Regions from separate parts of the Mus musculus genome. Here region 2 is linked to region 1. A link is a contact called in public Hi-C data. All regions are on one chromosome and are shown on one strand. Each heading gives the region's core, a stretch centred on a gene start, on an enhancer-like site or on the middle of the called end of the contact. The rest is flanking DNA. Distances are from core to core; before and after follow the strand shown.

Region 1 (7,739 bases), core at 3,459-5,958:
GCCCAATTTCCTTAGCTTCTAAAATTCTCCTGTACTTATTGACCTATGTCAGTCCACTAATGAATTGTCTTTTTTCATCAATTCCAAACACACTGATGTTTAGAGTCCATTTAAAAATGATTCCCACAATCATAGACTAAAGGCACATTTTATTTAGTCCTTTCGAAGGCAAGAAGCTACACCACTATAGACAGACAACAGCAAAAGCAGCAGTGGGTGGCATGCAGCTCAGCAGGGGACACTTCCTGCCACGCTCAAGGCCCTGGGTCAGAGTTAGACTCCAGCATTAGAGCCCAGTGAGGGAAGGACAGAGGTTTAGTTTTTAGTTCACTCTCATTAACTAGGGCGGGTCAGAGATGACATTACTACCTCTGTAGTCACTGCCCCTTCCAAGGTTTGCTTGTTTGTTTGTTTGTTTTACAAAAACAAAACAAAACAGCAAAGGATTACCATCTGGCTGAGTATACACTTTTCACTTTCAGTCAAAAAGCACAAAACAACTGCTAACAGTGAGAAAAATGCTACTGATGTTTGACTTTGGTTTTGCTCATGTGCTTGCTCTCAATGAAACATTTAAAAACCATCCACAGCGCTGGCCTTCAAAAGCTTTCGATGTTTAGATAACATGTTAACCAAAATTCCAATCTGGAGTTATGTCAAGAGCAACAGTACAATAAAGCAGAAGGCAGAGAAAGGCTAGACTGGCTTGAAAATAGCCACTATAAATCTGAAAATGGCACAAAACACACATATATATGCAGACTGCTGTATGTGTATTGGATAAGACATCCATCTATTGCCACCTACATTACTACTCCCAGGGTCTATTTTAATACATTTACCATGTTACTACTAAAAGTGGATAATGAGGAGACCCACAACCCATTAAAGGGCAGTATAATAAAAACTTTGTAGTAGAGAACAATGAATCCCAATGAGCCTTTTTATTTACATGATTTGAGCTACCCACTTTATGCTGCCTTTTATTTATTTCATGTTAATGACTAGTTCTCCTTTGTCTCTGGCCTTCTTTTAGGGATTAAACCAGAGATTATAAAAACAACAAACAAACAAACAAAAACCCAAAAGGGTTGTGCCACAGACCCTGGGGTCTTTGGTGTCATGAGAACACTGTTAGACAGCCTGTGTCTAGCTTCTGAGGCTTTGCTAGAGTCCACAATTCTGCACCCATCCAAAGATGTATGCAGAATCTCTATTCCCAGTGAAAGCCCAACCAGAGGTGCAGCCAGACTTATTTACATTCATGCTTTTATCACAGGCACATGCCCAACACCTCCAGGATGCTCACAGGCAATGCACGGTGACAGCCCTGAGGGAGAGATGACAATGTGGCTCCCAGGCACATCACTAATATCAGCTTTCTGCCTGTGACCAACAGCCTCTGCAGAGAAAGCACAAAGGACTCTGACTCTGCAGGCCAGGTAATCTGGAAAAGTGAATGGATCCTGTCCCTTGGGACTGGGTCTGTCACAATGCACACTTGTCACAGGCTGGCAGGCCATTTTTCTGCCAGAGCCCACCAAATCCTTCAAATCCTTCTGGGCCTTCTGCAATAAGCTCTTCATATCCTGATTCTTACTTAATGTTCACATGGAAAAACAACTGTGCAGGGTGTGACTGTAAAAGCCTTATAGAAAATTAACAACAAATAGGGATGGAAACATGAAGGAAGACATTAATTCTCTTCTGAGGCTATATGGGAAAGCAAACAATATCCCTGTGAGACACAGTCTAGCACAACAGGTGCTGTGGTGATAGAGGGGGCCCTTTCCAGAAAGAAGGGGACCTTGCACATGACAACCTTATTATAGTATGGAACGTTTTAATGAGGTCATTTACATTTGTCTGTCTCTCAGATCTGAATGCCTCTTAAATATGTGCCACTGATCACTAACATAGTGAAAGGAATTTAATGACAATGACTTTGCTTATCTATCTATCTATCTATCTATCTATCTATCTATCTATCTATCTATCTACCTATCTACCTATCTATCTATCCATCTATCCAAAGAAGCTTCTCAAAGTTAATTAGTAAAAACAAATACAGTATTTATCTCAGAAGATATTATTTGTGGCTCCTAGTCCTCAGATATTCACTTATACGGGAAAGTGATTGAAGATCCTGGCAGTGCCCCAACCCCATCCCCAACCCCTCTCCCCTCCAGGCCTTGGGGAATCTGGCAAGGCCAAAGCTTCCAAAGGGCTGTTAAACTACAGATGCTTTTCACATCAGTAAGATACTTCCGAACTCTGTGTTCTTGGCCATGGTACTGTCCTTCTCTTTCTTGTCCCCTGTATCCACAACTTTTCTATGTGGCTGTTGCCTCCACCCTCCACATCAGTCCACTGTCTACAGGCAGAGTCCTACCTAACTGGCACAGCACAAGTCTGCTAAGATTCAAATACTGTCAGATGGTAGTTTTGATTAAAAAAGCAAGTGCTTTTAAGTTGAAAATATAGCTTGATACTTTCTTCAGACCTTTTACTTCACACCAAACCACAGACAGGTCAGAGGGCTCTAATATCACTCAGCTCAACTACACCCTAAAATGAGATATTTGAAGTTTGCAAATGAGTGCAAAACAGGTTCTCTTTAAGCCAAGTACTAAAATAATCAACTAAAGCCATTTCAAAGGTGAATCTTCAGTTCTGGTCTTATTTCAGGGCTTATCTCTGTTGAAGGCAGACCCGTGCCTCCAGTGGGCAATGAACAATGCTCTGGGAAAACAGAGTTGTATCATACAGTGTCCGGAAGTGGGAAGGAGACTGCAGGGAACACTTGCTGTTCTTAAGTGGAGTTCATAAACTGGATCCAAATTTCTCTTTGATAAAACAAAGGAGCCAGAGGTCTTTTTGTTTCCAGATTCCTATGCAATGCTGAGTTAGGAATCCTTCTCAAAGAAATGTGAAAGAATGACTTTACTTCTTCCACACTCATAACAAATTCTTAAATCATATTTATTTATTCATCGTGCCTGTGCTCACGTGGAAGTCAGAGGACAATGTGAAGTCAGTTCTCCCTTTCCACCATGTGGGTCTCAGAGCTTGAACTTGGATCACTGATCAGCCTCAGCAACAAACACCCTTAGCCATGGCACCATCTCTCACGCCATCCCCATGTCCTCTACTTCCTTCTATTCCCATCCTTTTTATGTCTCCTATAACTCAGGTTAAAAAAAAAAATCAAAACTCCCTCTAATCCATTATCAACTCAGCCATCATGTCTCTTTACTTTGGCTAGGCACTCTTGTTATCTGTGTTTAAATCTGCAGTGGTTAGAAAGCCTGTAAGAACGTAGTAGAGTGATTTTCCAACTTCACTTAGGTAAGTAGGAAAACCAAGAGCTCACAAAACATCCTGCCAAAATGCTTATGTTTTTCTAATATCTTCTAGGCTGAAAAAGTAATCAAAGCCAGTTGGCTTTGCTATATTTTTTTTCTCTTCTGTATTAAGTCACTACTGTCTGTTTTCCATGGTCAGTGGATTCTGTCTGTTGGCATGCAGTGATCCATTTATACAGGCTGCTTCCTGCACCCAGGGTCCTCATAAATGATGTCTTCCATCCTTTGAAAATGAGTGCTTTTTATACATTGTAATGTAAACACATAATAGTAAAATATTTAAATTGTAAACAGTTCTCATTTTTAGGGATAATTATTAAACGTATCCTTTGTGTATTTTGTTTATGTTCTGACAAGCACAAAATTTGATAACAGTCTATAGACCACTGTGTCTGTTTCAATGTATTTGTCTTTCCCATTTGTTGGTATAGAGAAAGCATCTTACTGACTGCTAGGATCCCACACTATAAACACCCTATGATTTATTCAGTCTCCCATTGTCAAGCCATTCTGGTATTGTATATATCACTGTAATCAATGTTTGCAAGCACACCTTTGAAGGTCTGTGTTAAGATTAGTGGGAAGCAGGCGTGGTGACACATGCCTGTAATGTCAATACTCTAGAAGCCGGCACAGGAGGATGTTGACTTCAAGGCTAATCTGGGTGACATGAGAAAACCCTGTTTCAAAAGAAATCAAAGTAAATTAACTCTAGTCAAAGAGTAGGTGTATTTTCAATTTTGATATACATTATCATGAAACTGCTTTTCAGAAGGTTGCTATAGATCCTGACTTCTATAAATAAACAGGTAAGTAGCCTCCATTATTCCACACTGATCTCACTGAGGTACAGTCCCTTGGTGTCGATGGAGAGCTTCTGTGACTCTGCCCCTAGATACCCAAACACACAAATAGCTATGTCTCCTATATAGAATGGTATGGTATTTGCATAGAACCTATGCATAGCTTCTCACATACTTCAAGTCTGGATGGCTTATATTACCTACCAACCACTGCAAGTGCTATGTAGGTAGCAGGGGAACTGTACTGTTTACAGAGAACAACAGGGAAACTCTGCGCATGCTTGGTGCAATTTCTCTTCAGATATTTTTGATCTTCAGCTGTTTTGATGTTGGCTCAGTCCAGCCAAGGGTAAGGAGTGCCAAGTGCATTATCAACCCTTTAAGCCCTTGCCAACAGCTGAAAGGGTGGCCTTCTGTATAGCCTTTAACCACAGAAACATACTTATTCAGATAAAAAGACATCTCACTTCTCAGGTGACTGACCCAAAGTGGCAGCTACTTTGTAGGTTAAATTTCAATTTAGGTAACGCTGGCACTGGAAACTAGCATGCAGGTCTACTGTTCCGTCTCCACTGACCTTTACCCCTCGAACACAGCTACAGGCTTAGCTACTGAACCGTGGCCATATTTGGATGCAACTGAGCTTGGGCATCCACCCTGTTTATCTCCTACAGAAAACTAGAATATGGTGACCACAATATCTTCCAGGTTACCTCACTTTCTTCTTATACATCTTACTCAACAACCCTGAGGAGAACAATGGCTTTCCTTTGGTTCTGGCCTGAAAGGGTCAGAGCAGTTAACTGGGGGAAAGTTTTCAGGGGCCATCCCTCCTGAAAGGGAGGGATGTCCTAACATGACTTTCTGTGGGCCAGAGTTTTTCCTTGTTCCTAGTCAAGAGTTAATATTTACCCGGAGAGGAGGATGTCCTTGGGTCTGCTGATATACAGTTTCTTCTTCTGAAGTTCGCTCTCGTTATGAGAAAATGACTCCAAAAATGATAATATTGTGTGCCAGGTGCAACTAAGTAAAAATGTTATTTTTTGAGCAAAAATTGCAAAGCCATACCCCATGTTTATAAGCTAAAGAATTCAGTAAAGCTTTGCTACTTGCTACCAGAGTGGTAGTCCGTCTGTCTCTTTAAGGCTTTCGCGAAGCTGGTCTTTGTCACCACTCCTTTGAGAGGTCCAGGCTGCTGTCCTGCCTTCTGGAAAATGGTGGTCACAAGGACTGTTCTCACTAATACAGTGGGCAGAAAGCTGCAGTGAGACCACCCAAGCTGGATCACAAGCACTGTGCCCTTTCCTCTCTTGAAACCACTGACCAGCAAATGAAGGTTCTACCAACTCAGAGCACTCTGGGGTGAGACACACTGGGCTCATTGAGGAGAGGTTATGTGTTTTCCTGTCCAATTCCCATGTGTCCTAGGTGTTCACCGGTGGCACGTAATTGATTGTAGCCCGGCCATCAACACTCCTGGACTCTACATCTCTTCAGAGAAGTCTTCACACTACACAACTGAGAAAAGGATCTTGAGCACAGTGAAGTCAGCACTGGGGATCTCCAATGTGGGGGTGATTTACCTCATAGCAACAGACAAGGACTTTCATACTAGGCTGACTCGAGAATGACTACCTTGCAACATGTGAGGATAAATCATCTTCTTAGGTGCTCCAAAACTTCCATGGGGACAGTGTAAACACATTAGCTATCCTGCCCATTAATACCGAGTTCAGGCTCACTTTGTGGGAAGCAGGCTTCCATCTCTCCCATGCTCTGTCTGAGTTAAGTGGTGGATACCCCACAAGTCATCAAGCAGCCTAGAATCAGCACTGAGGGTGAAGGGCACAGAATCCTTCCTATAAAGGAAAGAAAATAAGCCGGGCGGTGGTGGCGCACGCCTTTAATCCCAGCACTTGGGAGGCAGAGACAGGAGGATTTCTGAGTTCAAGGCAGGCCTGGTCTACAAAGTGAGTTCCAGGACAGCCAGGACTATACAGAGAAACTCTGTCTCGAAAACAAACAAACAAACAAAAACAAACAAAAAAAAAGACAAAAAACAAAAAAGGAAAGAAAATACCTTTCCAGAGACTGTGCAAGGTAACTGTCAGGCATGGTTTTCTATGGGTAAGAGTAAAGTAATGAGATGTTACTATGTCAAAACAGCACAACTATAACTCTGTGTTAATATTTATTTTGCAAAGCAGATGAAATATAAGTTCTCTAGCATAAGTCCTAACAGAAAACAGCAGATAGGGACAAACTAGAATGCTGATTAACCTGCATTTGTGAGGATATTCATTTTTGATGGCAGAAACACACACACACACACACACACACACACACACACACACACGTACACACACACACGTACACATGCATGCATGACAGAAAGGGGAATATAGAAATAGGAGACTAACTTCTAGATTTGAGAAGATGGGTGGCAATCTGGTGGTCTGGTGACAATGCCAGTGATGTGGCCAATTATGACAGTTTGTACATCAGTACCAACATATAAGGATATGAACGCACACATGTATCATACCCCACTTAATCATAGTTGGCAAATTCAATATATTAGTATAGTATGAGAATAATGTAGCTCCTGCCATAACCTACTATAGAGTAAAATATTTTATTACTCCCCTACTAATGTTTAGGAATAAACTACTGCGATTCCCCAAATTAAATGGGACACTAAGTCCATTAGCTTCTACATAAGTTTGTACTTCCAAGTTTTCAAAAATCCCATTATGAAAGTCAACTTAGACTTTCCTGTACCCAGCCCATGTGTGGTACTGGCTGAGTACTTTGGTAGAATTTCTGATGGCCAGGAAGGGTACTTAGAAGCCAAGAGAGTGTGTGTGGTGTGACAGAGGACAGACCCAAGGCCAAGGCTGTGGCAAGTTTAAACAACTAGAGAAGGTGAACAGCAACCTCGGTGTGCAGCAGTCTCCTAGGGTGGTTTCTGTTCAGTCCAGGTATCACTCTCACTGCGCTACAAAGCATCCTAATATTTAGCCCTAATTCTTGTCCTTAACGTGGTCAGCTTCACCGTCATGAGGAACAGAAAACAGAGCACAGGCCTTGATCATGAACATGAGCTGCTTACAGAGACCAACACATTTGTCAAAATTGAGACACCCAAGTCTGATGCTCTGGATTCTTGGGGACTTTACCACACCACTGGTGGCTTCACTCTTGGAGGAGTCTTCCCCTGCTGCTGGTTTCAGCAGTGCTGGGGAGATAGCTGAGCCAGTGAGGGCTGGAGTGAGTCAGGGGATTTACTCAGATCAGAGTCAGCTCACCATATATGGTGCTTTCTAAAACACAGTGACCACTGCTGGGGCTGCAGTAACAGTGACCCCATCATGGATCTGGCAAACTTGCACTGAAACTGCACTGGGGAGGCTTGAGTGGGTGTTTTGGTCACACTGCTGTGATTAGTAGAGATAGGCCAGACCTGAGGGACAGATCTTAAGCTGCTGTCTTTCTGCTTTCTGGGGACTCTCTTCCCTACCCTGAATATACAGTCACTTAGATCAGGGAACTAGCAACTAATTCCAGGTGG
Region 2 (7,739 bases), core at 1,877-4,376, 150 kb before region 1:
AACCTCCTCCTATCTTGTTTCTCTCTGCCATTAATACAACCACTGTTCATTTTTTCTTCAAAGTACCACTATTGGTCAATCAAATATTCATTTAAGCCAGGTGACCCATGCCTTCAATTCCAGCACTCAGAGTGTAGAAGCAAGAAGATCTGTAATCATATCAGACTTTGAATTTGAGACCAGCCTAGTCCACACAACATGTTCCTGTTTTTTTTGTTTTGTTTTGTTTTGTTTTGTTTTTGTTGTTGTTGTTTTTAAACAAAATCCCAACCAGTCGATTTACCAAATGAAGATTCAGGAGGCAGACAATGTGGTGAAAGCCTGCTAGCAGAGAAAGCACACAGCTGACCTTCCTACTCCAGCAACTCCTCAGAAGGAAAAGCTGCTTCTCCACACTGTCTTAAATGCACTTCAACTCAAACTCACTCCCTTTCTCTTTCCTGGGTTTTCTTCTGTTCAGTCCCTGTCAACTGGCTGCTCCCTCAGCCTCTTGACCTACCCTTAACTCTATTTGTTTACAGAAAGCTCTTGGGTCAAAGGTGTATGCTAGAGCTGAGCCACACCACAATTACTTGTTTACAGTAAACGAAAGCTCTTAGGCAAAGGTGTGTGCTAGGGCTGAGCTACACAAGATTTTTTTCAGTTCACAGTCTTGGGGTTCACAATGGGACCAAATATCCTGTAACAAGTTCCTGGAGGCCTGAGGTAGATTGCACCTGTAATCCTAGCACTTGAGGGACAGAGGCAGAAGGATTGCCATACTTCAAAGGCATCCTAGATTACAACAACAATGACAACAACAAGTGGATTAAGGATTTTGAGATGATGCAATGATCTTGGATCATCCAATGCAATCATCAGGAAAATCCTGATGAAAGAGAGCCAGAAGAGGCCTACACATGGATGGGGATGGCACAATGAAAGCAGAGCCACTGAAAAGTGATGTGCTACTGGGGGCAGGGCCTGAAGTGGTACCCTCTGAAGACAGAGGAAGAGACACATGCCAAGTGCTGCAAGCAGCTTGTAGAGCTAGAGAACATAGGGAAACTGACTGCCAGGTGGAGCCTTCAAAATAAATAAGCATAGTCTGTCTCTCACCTCTAGACAGTGAAGCTGGCTTTGGGTCTCTGCTTGCTAAAACAGTGAGATAAGCACGTTATGTTAAACCATTCTGTACGTGATTGTTTGTAATGACAAGAACTAATGTGGGTGCCTATTCTAGACCATAACTTCTGTGACAGGGTCATGTGATCTTTGATTTTACATCCATTGTCTAAAATCATCAGACTGATCACATCAGCTTTCCCTGTATCCAGAATCTAATGGTGCCTTCAGGTTTCTGGCACTAAGACCCAGATCTATCAAGGCTGTGGGGAATTCTGCAGTTCTTTTTGACCCCCAGCCCTGCTGTTGCTAGGTAGGTACTCTTCCTATCTTCTTTAAATGTATGTCTCCAAAACTCCACTGGCTTTTCTTATCACCCCAGGAATCATCTACAGTCTTCAAGGAGTCTCAAACATATCCATCTGGAACAAAGATTTCTCTCTGATCATTCAATGGATTGCTCTAATGAAGCTTTTCATGAATACCTAATGCACACACAAATGAATGGGAGTTGGGAGAAGGGAGACAGGGAGAAGTCAGGGAAGAATCCATGGAGGAGTAAAATCCTAAGAAGGTTTTGACATGTGAACATAGAAACCAGAATGATGAGGAAGAGGAAGAGGAGGAGGAGGAAGAGGAAGACAAGAGGGGAAAGGAGGAGGAGGAGGAAGAGAAGAAGAATAAGAAAAAGAAGGAGGAGGAGAAGGAGAAGGAGAAGGAGAAGAAGAAGAAGAAGGGCATTTGCATTCTCAGCAAGGAACATGGCCTGAAAGAAGATGTAAATCCAAAAACACCAACCTTAGCCTTGCCAGAACAATAAAAACCTCGTTCTCTTCTGAACTCTTTGCAAATCATTTCCATCTCTTTAAAGTATAATGGGCACGACTGTGCTGAGGATTGTATACCATAAAATTTCTATTTAATTGTTTCCAAATGTTAAAGGATCTTTATCATTTACTTGTAATTGTTCATCTTAATGAGGTTCAGTGTAATATTTTCATACATGCATACAAGCATCCAATCTTCCTTTTTCCACCCAATGTTTTCCCATCCTTATTAATTTCATTTCATCCTTATTAAGTTCTAACATTGACATATGAGAGAGCATGCTGTACTTGTCTTTCTATGTCTGGCTTATTTCACTTAACATAACGTCCTCTGGGCTACCCACTTTGTTATAAATGACAAGATGTCATTCTTCTTAATGGTTCAATATGTCTGTGTGTGTGTGTGTGTGTGTGTGTGTGTGTGTGTGTGTGTGTGTGTGTGTGTGTGTGTTTCTGGTAACTTTCTTTATCCATACATACATTTGACATGCACATAAGTTGACTCAAGATTGTAGCTGTGGTGAAGTATCTCAATAAACCTAGGCAATTAGATCTTTTATACACCAATAGATACTTTTCTCATTAAAAGAAGCCATGGTATTTTTTGCAATGAGTAACATTTTATCCAAGTTTTTGATATAGATTTGTCTCTTCTATATTTCAAGATATGTATGCTATATTCATCTGGATACACTCACAACAGTAGAATATAACACCCATAGCTAAACACCCTAGAATTTCATGAAAGAATGCCCATGTTATGGTTCATTAGTATCTCTACATACTTTGTAGTTGTGTTATCACATACTCAGACCTACCCATACACACACACATACTCACCTACCCACTCACACTTGTACCCATACACACATATACACACATACACACATACATATATATATACACACAACAATATACATACATACATACATGCATATACCCATATACACATACTGAAAGAACCTGACAGAATGAAAATTCATGAAAGCCTCTAGACCGGCATGGACCTCACTATTGACAAGTAAAAGTTTAACTTGCTCCATTGATTTAGAGAATGTTTATGCACAAAGTTCTGACCGTTCTTAGAACTCATGTGTTTGCCAATGTTCTGACCGTCCTTTAACCCGTGTATTTACCAACCACTGTAGCCCTCTGCCAAGTGATTGTAATCTGCTTGCTTGGCTGAAATCGGAAAATTTCCACAGCAACTTCAGATAAGGCCAATCCTGAGTTGCCCCACATATCAGCTGATAGCCAATAGAGTTGCATCACCCCTGCACCTGCACACGACTCCTTCCTTGTACCCCTCCCATACCTATTTCTTGTGAAATCACCTTAAATTAGGAATTGTTTATCTAAAGACATGTGATTTAGAAATCCCCTACTTTCCCCCTCCTCCTTTCTCCCTTGAGGGCCCATAAAAGGAGGGCCCCATTTCACTTCTGGGTAGACTCCTCTACCCCTGTGTGAGATACGAGTCGTCCCCAAAGCTCTGGCTTTCCCCGAATAAAGCCTCGTGTGATCTGAATCAAGCTTGATCTCTTGTTAGTTCCTGGGGGTCCGCAGCTATCCAGAGACTTGAGTGGGGGTCTCCCTTTGGGGGTCTTTCAACACCTATACATGCACACCCATTTACACACACACACACACACACACACACACACACACACACATACATGCCTGCACACACACTACACAGTTCTAAGGTGTTCCATTAAAACATGTGCTAATAGGACTAAAAATATGAGCTACTTGTATCAAGAATCATGGAAGTTCTAGAATAACAAAATAACTGCAGGTACAGCAACATCATTTATCAGGCAAGTGTGCCAGATGCTTAGATGCTCATCTATGACCTTATCAGCAATAGCTGTAATGAAGGCAGAATAGTGTTGTCCGTTGCATTTTACTGATAAGAAATAAAAGCCAGTCAGGTGTTGTGGTACACACCTTTAATCCCAGAAAGCACAGGCAGGCAGATCATTGACTTTGAGGCCAGTCTGGTCTACAGAACAAGTTCCAGGACAGCTAAAGCTACAGAGACCATGTCGTAAAAGAAGCCAAAGGGCGTAAACAATTTTTGGAAGGTCAGCCATCTTCAAAGTGGTACAATCAGGGCTTGAACCTAGGGCTGCATGCAACTGTGACCTCAGCTAGTTCAGATATGATCAGGCATCCAACCAAGTGCCAGTGATATCTCTTCCATCCAATTAAATGATACAGTCCTGTGTTCATTACCATGACTATCAGGTCCACTATCCCTAAGATAGCAATTCAATAGAACTAGCTCAGTGCCCAGGGATCCGCATTGAAGAGTTGGAGGCACATCATAGTTTGAGCATCCGCACATGGTCTAGTAAATGTAGTGAGGATTTCTTCTTTTAATTCCATCATGCAGGTGAAGAGCGCATCCCTGTGTGGGCATGAATGAGTTTGACTTGGGATCATCTAAGAGAAGAAAGATTAATTCAAATCCTCTCTGCCAGTCTCAGCTGAGCAGCTCTTTGGGAGGCTAGCTTAATTAAGCTGCATTATTATGGAGAAAGCCAAACAGTCAGAGAAAAATCCTGATATTAGTTATCTGCCTTGTGACTGAAGGGCTACTAAATGAAGTTTGAAGTCTGTTGACATCTCAAAGCATGGGTGGAGGCAGTGGCAAATGTGTCAGCTGAGACCAAGGCCAGGCATAGGCTTGATCAACTGGTATAAACAATTTTCATGGATAATGTGGATGACCATGTAGTATAGTTTTCTTCTACTATCTGTAAAAGAATGGTTCTATGATATCTCTGGGGTACTGTGGTTTGAATGAAAAAAAATCCCCATTGGCTCATAGAGAGTGGCAATATTTGTAAGGATTAGGACATATGGCCTTGCTGGTGTAGGTGTGGCCTTATTGGAGGAAGTGTGTCACTGGGGGAATGAATTGAGGTTTCAGAAACTTAAGCTTGCTGCTGCCTGCCTATCCAGAAGTAGAACTCTCGGCTCTTTCTCCAGCATCATGTCTGCCTGTGTGCCACCATGCTTCCCACCATGAAGGTAATGGGCTAAACCTGTAAGCCAGCCCCAATTCAATGTTTTCCTTTATAAGAGTTGCTGTGGTCATGATGTCTCTTCACAGCAATAGCAACACTAAAACACATACCAAAAATGGAAGATGCTCTCATATCCCTTGTATAAAGCAGCATAGTGTTTATGCATAACCCATAGGTATATTTTTATATACTTCAGTTCATCTCTAGATTATTTATGATACAGTGATAGTCAGTCTTGATTGTGAACTTAGTGGAGTTTAGAATCACCTAAGAGACACACCTTTGGGTATGTCTATGAGGGGTCCTTACAGAAAGGTTTAACAGAGCAGAGATGACCCACCTTAAATGTGAGCAGCAACCATTTCATGGTCTGGGTCCCAGACGGAATAAGGTCTGGGTCCCCACTTCCATCTCTCTCTTTCTGCTTCCTGACTCTGAGCACAATGTGTCCAGCAACCTCATACTGCTACAACCATGACTTCTCTACCATGCTAGATTTGTACCCTTCAACTCTGAGGCAAAATAAGCCATCCCTGGGGCTGAAGAGATGGCTCAGTGGTTAAGAGCACACACATCTCTCAAAAAGGACCCTCATCCAGTTCTCATCAACCACTTTGGGAGACTCACAATGACCTGTAAATCCAGTCCCAGGGGGTCAAAGGCCTGTAACCCCAGGGGCATCCACACATAGGTAACATACACATAATTACACCTGTACTCATAATTAAAATAATATTTTAAATTTTTTTACATTTAAATTTTTTCTGAGACAATTTCTTCTTTTAATAACATAATAATTGTATTGATTATTTGGAAATTTCACATAGTGAACCCCCCATCACATTCACTTCCCAGTCCTCCCAGGTCAACCCCCATATTTGTGACCTCTCTCAAAACAAAAGAAGAAGAAAAAAAAAAAAAAAACGATGAAATAATCTGAGGCCATGTTGGTGTCAGTGGCCCTACTGCAGCCAGGGGCCACGATGGCTTCCACGGTCTTCATTACCCCTGAAGGCCGGGAAGTGTCTGTGATCCGTGCTGCTACCTGAATCCACTGTGTTAATGTTTTTGGTCCATATTACCACTGAAGGCAGAATTGATGTGTGACCCTTGTTACCTCCAAGGCCACGTTTATATGTATAGCTGGTGCTACTGCCTAAGGTCATGGTGATATCCGAGGTCCATTGTGCCACAGAGGGCCAAGTTGGTGTCCTTAGTCCTTCCTTCTGCTTCTGGGGGCCATTTGGGTATCCATGGCTCATGTTATGACCAAAGGCCTTGTGGATGTCCATAGTCTGTGATGCCTTCTGAAACCATGGTGATGTCTGTGGTCTTTGCTGCTGTCAGGAGCTGTGTTGATCTCTGTGGCCCATGTTATCACCAAAGGCCATGGGAATGTTTGTGGTCTGTGTTGATGTCCTTGGCCTATTTTATAGCCAGAGACCATGTGGAAGTCTATGACCAATGCTCTCACTGACCTTAAAGGGCTAGGAAACTTCTACAGTGGAATCAATGACTTCAGACTCACAGCTGAGAGACATAGAAGGCTTCTGTGACCACCTTTCCCCTCCCTCCAATCCCACCTCCCAAAACCAATCTAGACAGGAAGCCATTGAAAAGACTGCTCAAAAATCGTGACAGGAATGGGGGATGCTGAAGGATAGCTCTTCACAGTTGATGGATTTCTGTGGGGGTAGGGGTAGGGAAGCACTCAGGTTTTAAAATAATTTAAGTAAACACACACACACATTCTATTTCAAAGTTGTGTTTGCTGAGTATTTTTCCACAGCAGTGAGAAAAGTAACTGATGTGGATGCTGTATTGTATCACGCAGGTAAAGATGATAAGACTAAATCTGCATGTGTTCTTTCTAGATGCTATGTTTTCTCAATCTTTGGGTAGTTGAAGCTCTGACTGTAGAACACACGGCTACATGAAACTGACTTACCTAAGGCTCAGACCCATAGGCTGTGGACTCCAGCTGATCCAAGTTCAAAGTCCAGCACCATCTACTAACTGCATCACCTCGAGCACACACTTGACTGGTACTCGCTACCAGGCCTACTTCATTAAGTGCTCATGAGAATTATGTTGGAATTAAAATGCCTGCAGAGTGTTTGTTCCTGACATCTAAGAGGCACTCCATAAGCAGTCATTCTGGTAATTCCCATTCTTTTTTAAACAAATGGCTCATTTTCACAAATTAGATTTGCTTCTAAAAGGAGATGTTGGGACGCACAACACAGACCCCATAGTACATACACCCCAGATCCCATTCCTGAGAATTGACCGGCAGTCCAGAATCCTGACCAGACATCTGATATATCTACAAGTAGTCCAATCAGCCACCCAGATAAGCATTAAGCATCTTTTACTCAGGGCCCATGGCTAAGGGTGGTAGCACCAGATGCCTACCTTGTCACTGATTGTCATGCTGAATGACAGAGCATAGAATGTATTCAAGAAAGATGTGCTGAATGGAGTCATAGAAGAAAACCTTGAATTTCAGGAATGAAATAACATAGTGTGCCAGCTAGAATTTCAACATTGGCACTTTGGTTCACACGGCAAGCTGCATCTGCAGGTGGCACCAATGGCGTTTTGTTGTCATCCTTCCATTGCCAAGACTGTAATATTTAACACAGTGTAGGAGTCAGTTTGTTAATGCACAGCCCAGGCAAGATTATGTCTTCCGTAAAAATTTCCAGGAACTACTAAGCATGCATCCCCTAGTATCAGAACACTTGTTGTGATGTGGGCAGAAGAGGTTGAC

The links. Hi-C and Micro-C count contacts between places; a contact is called where the count stands out from the background.
Region 2: a Hi-C map of liver shows a contact between it and region 1, with 4 times the contacts expected there. The contact joins two enhancer-like sites. A contact is called at or near these places in 4 of 484 Hi-C or Micro-C datasets (all in liver) and 4 of 115 datasets of contacts at active chromatin or transcription factors (embryonic stem cells, hepatocytes and liver).

Annotation. Positions count from the first base shown.
Region 1 is chr13:36,463,595-36,471,333 of GRCm38.p6, reverse strand. The region is part of intron 6 of Fars2 (phenylalanine-tRNA synthetase 2 (mitochondrial)); the gene reads right to left. Among named protein-coding and RNA genes, the nearest start is that of Gm46409, 150 kb to the left of the region's middle. Within about 2 kb of position 4,708, at least 9 of the 459 cell types and tissues checked have an H3K27ac peak or open chromatin away from gene starts, as enhancers often do. A contact at or near this core is called in hepatocytes and liver, where this site is marked.
Region 2 is chr13:36,616,573-36,624,311 of GRCm38.p6, reverse strand. All of the region lies in intron 1 of Gm46409 (a long non-coding RNA gene), which reads right to left. Among named protein-coding and RNA genes, the nearest start is that of Gm46409, 7.6 kb to the right of the region's middle. Within about 2 kb of position 3,126, at least 13 of the 459 cell types and tissues checked have an H3K27ac peak or open chromatin away from gene starts, as enhancers often do. A contact at or near this core is called in hepatocytes and liver, where this site is marked.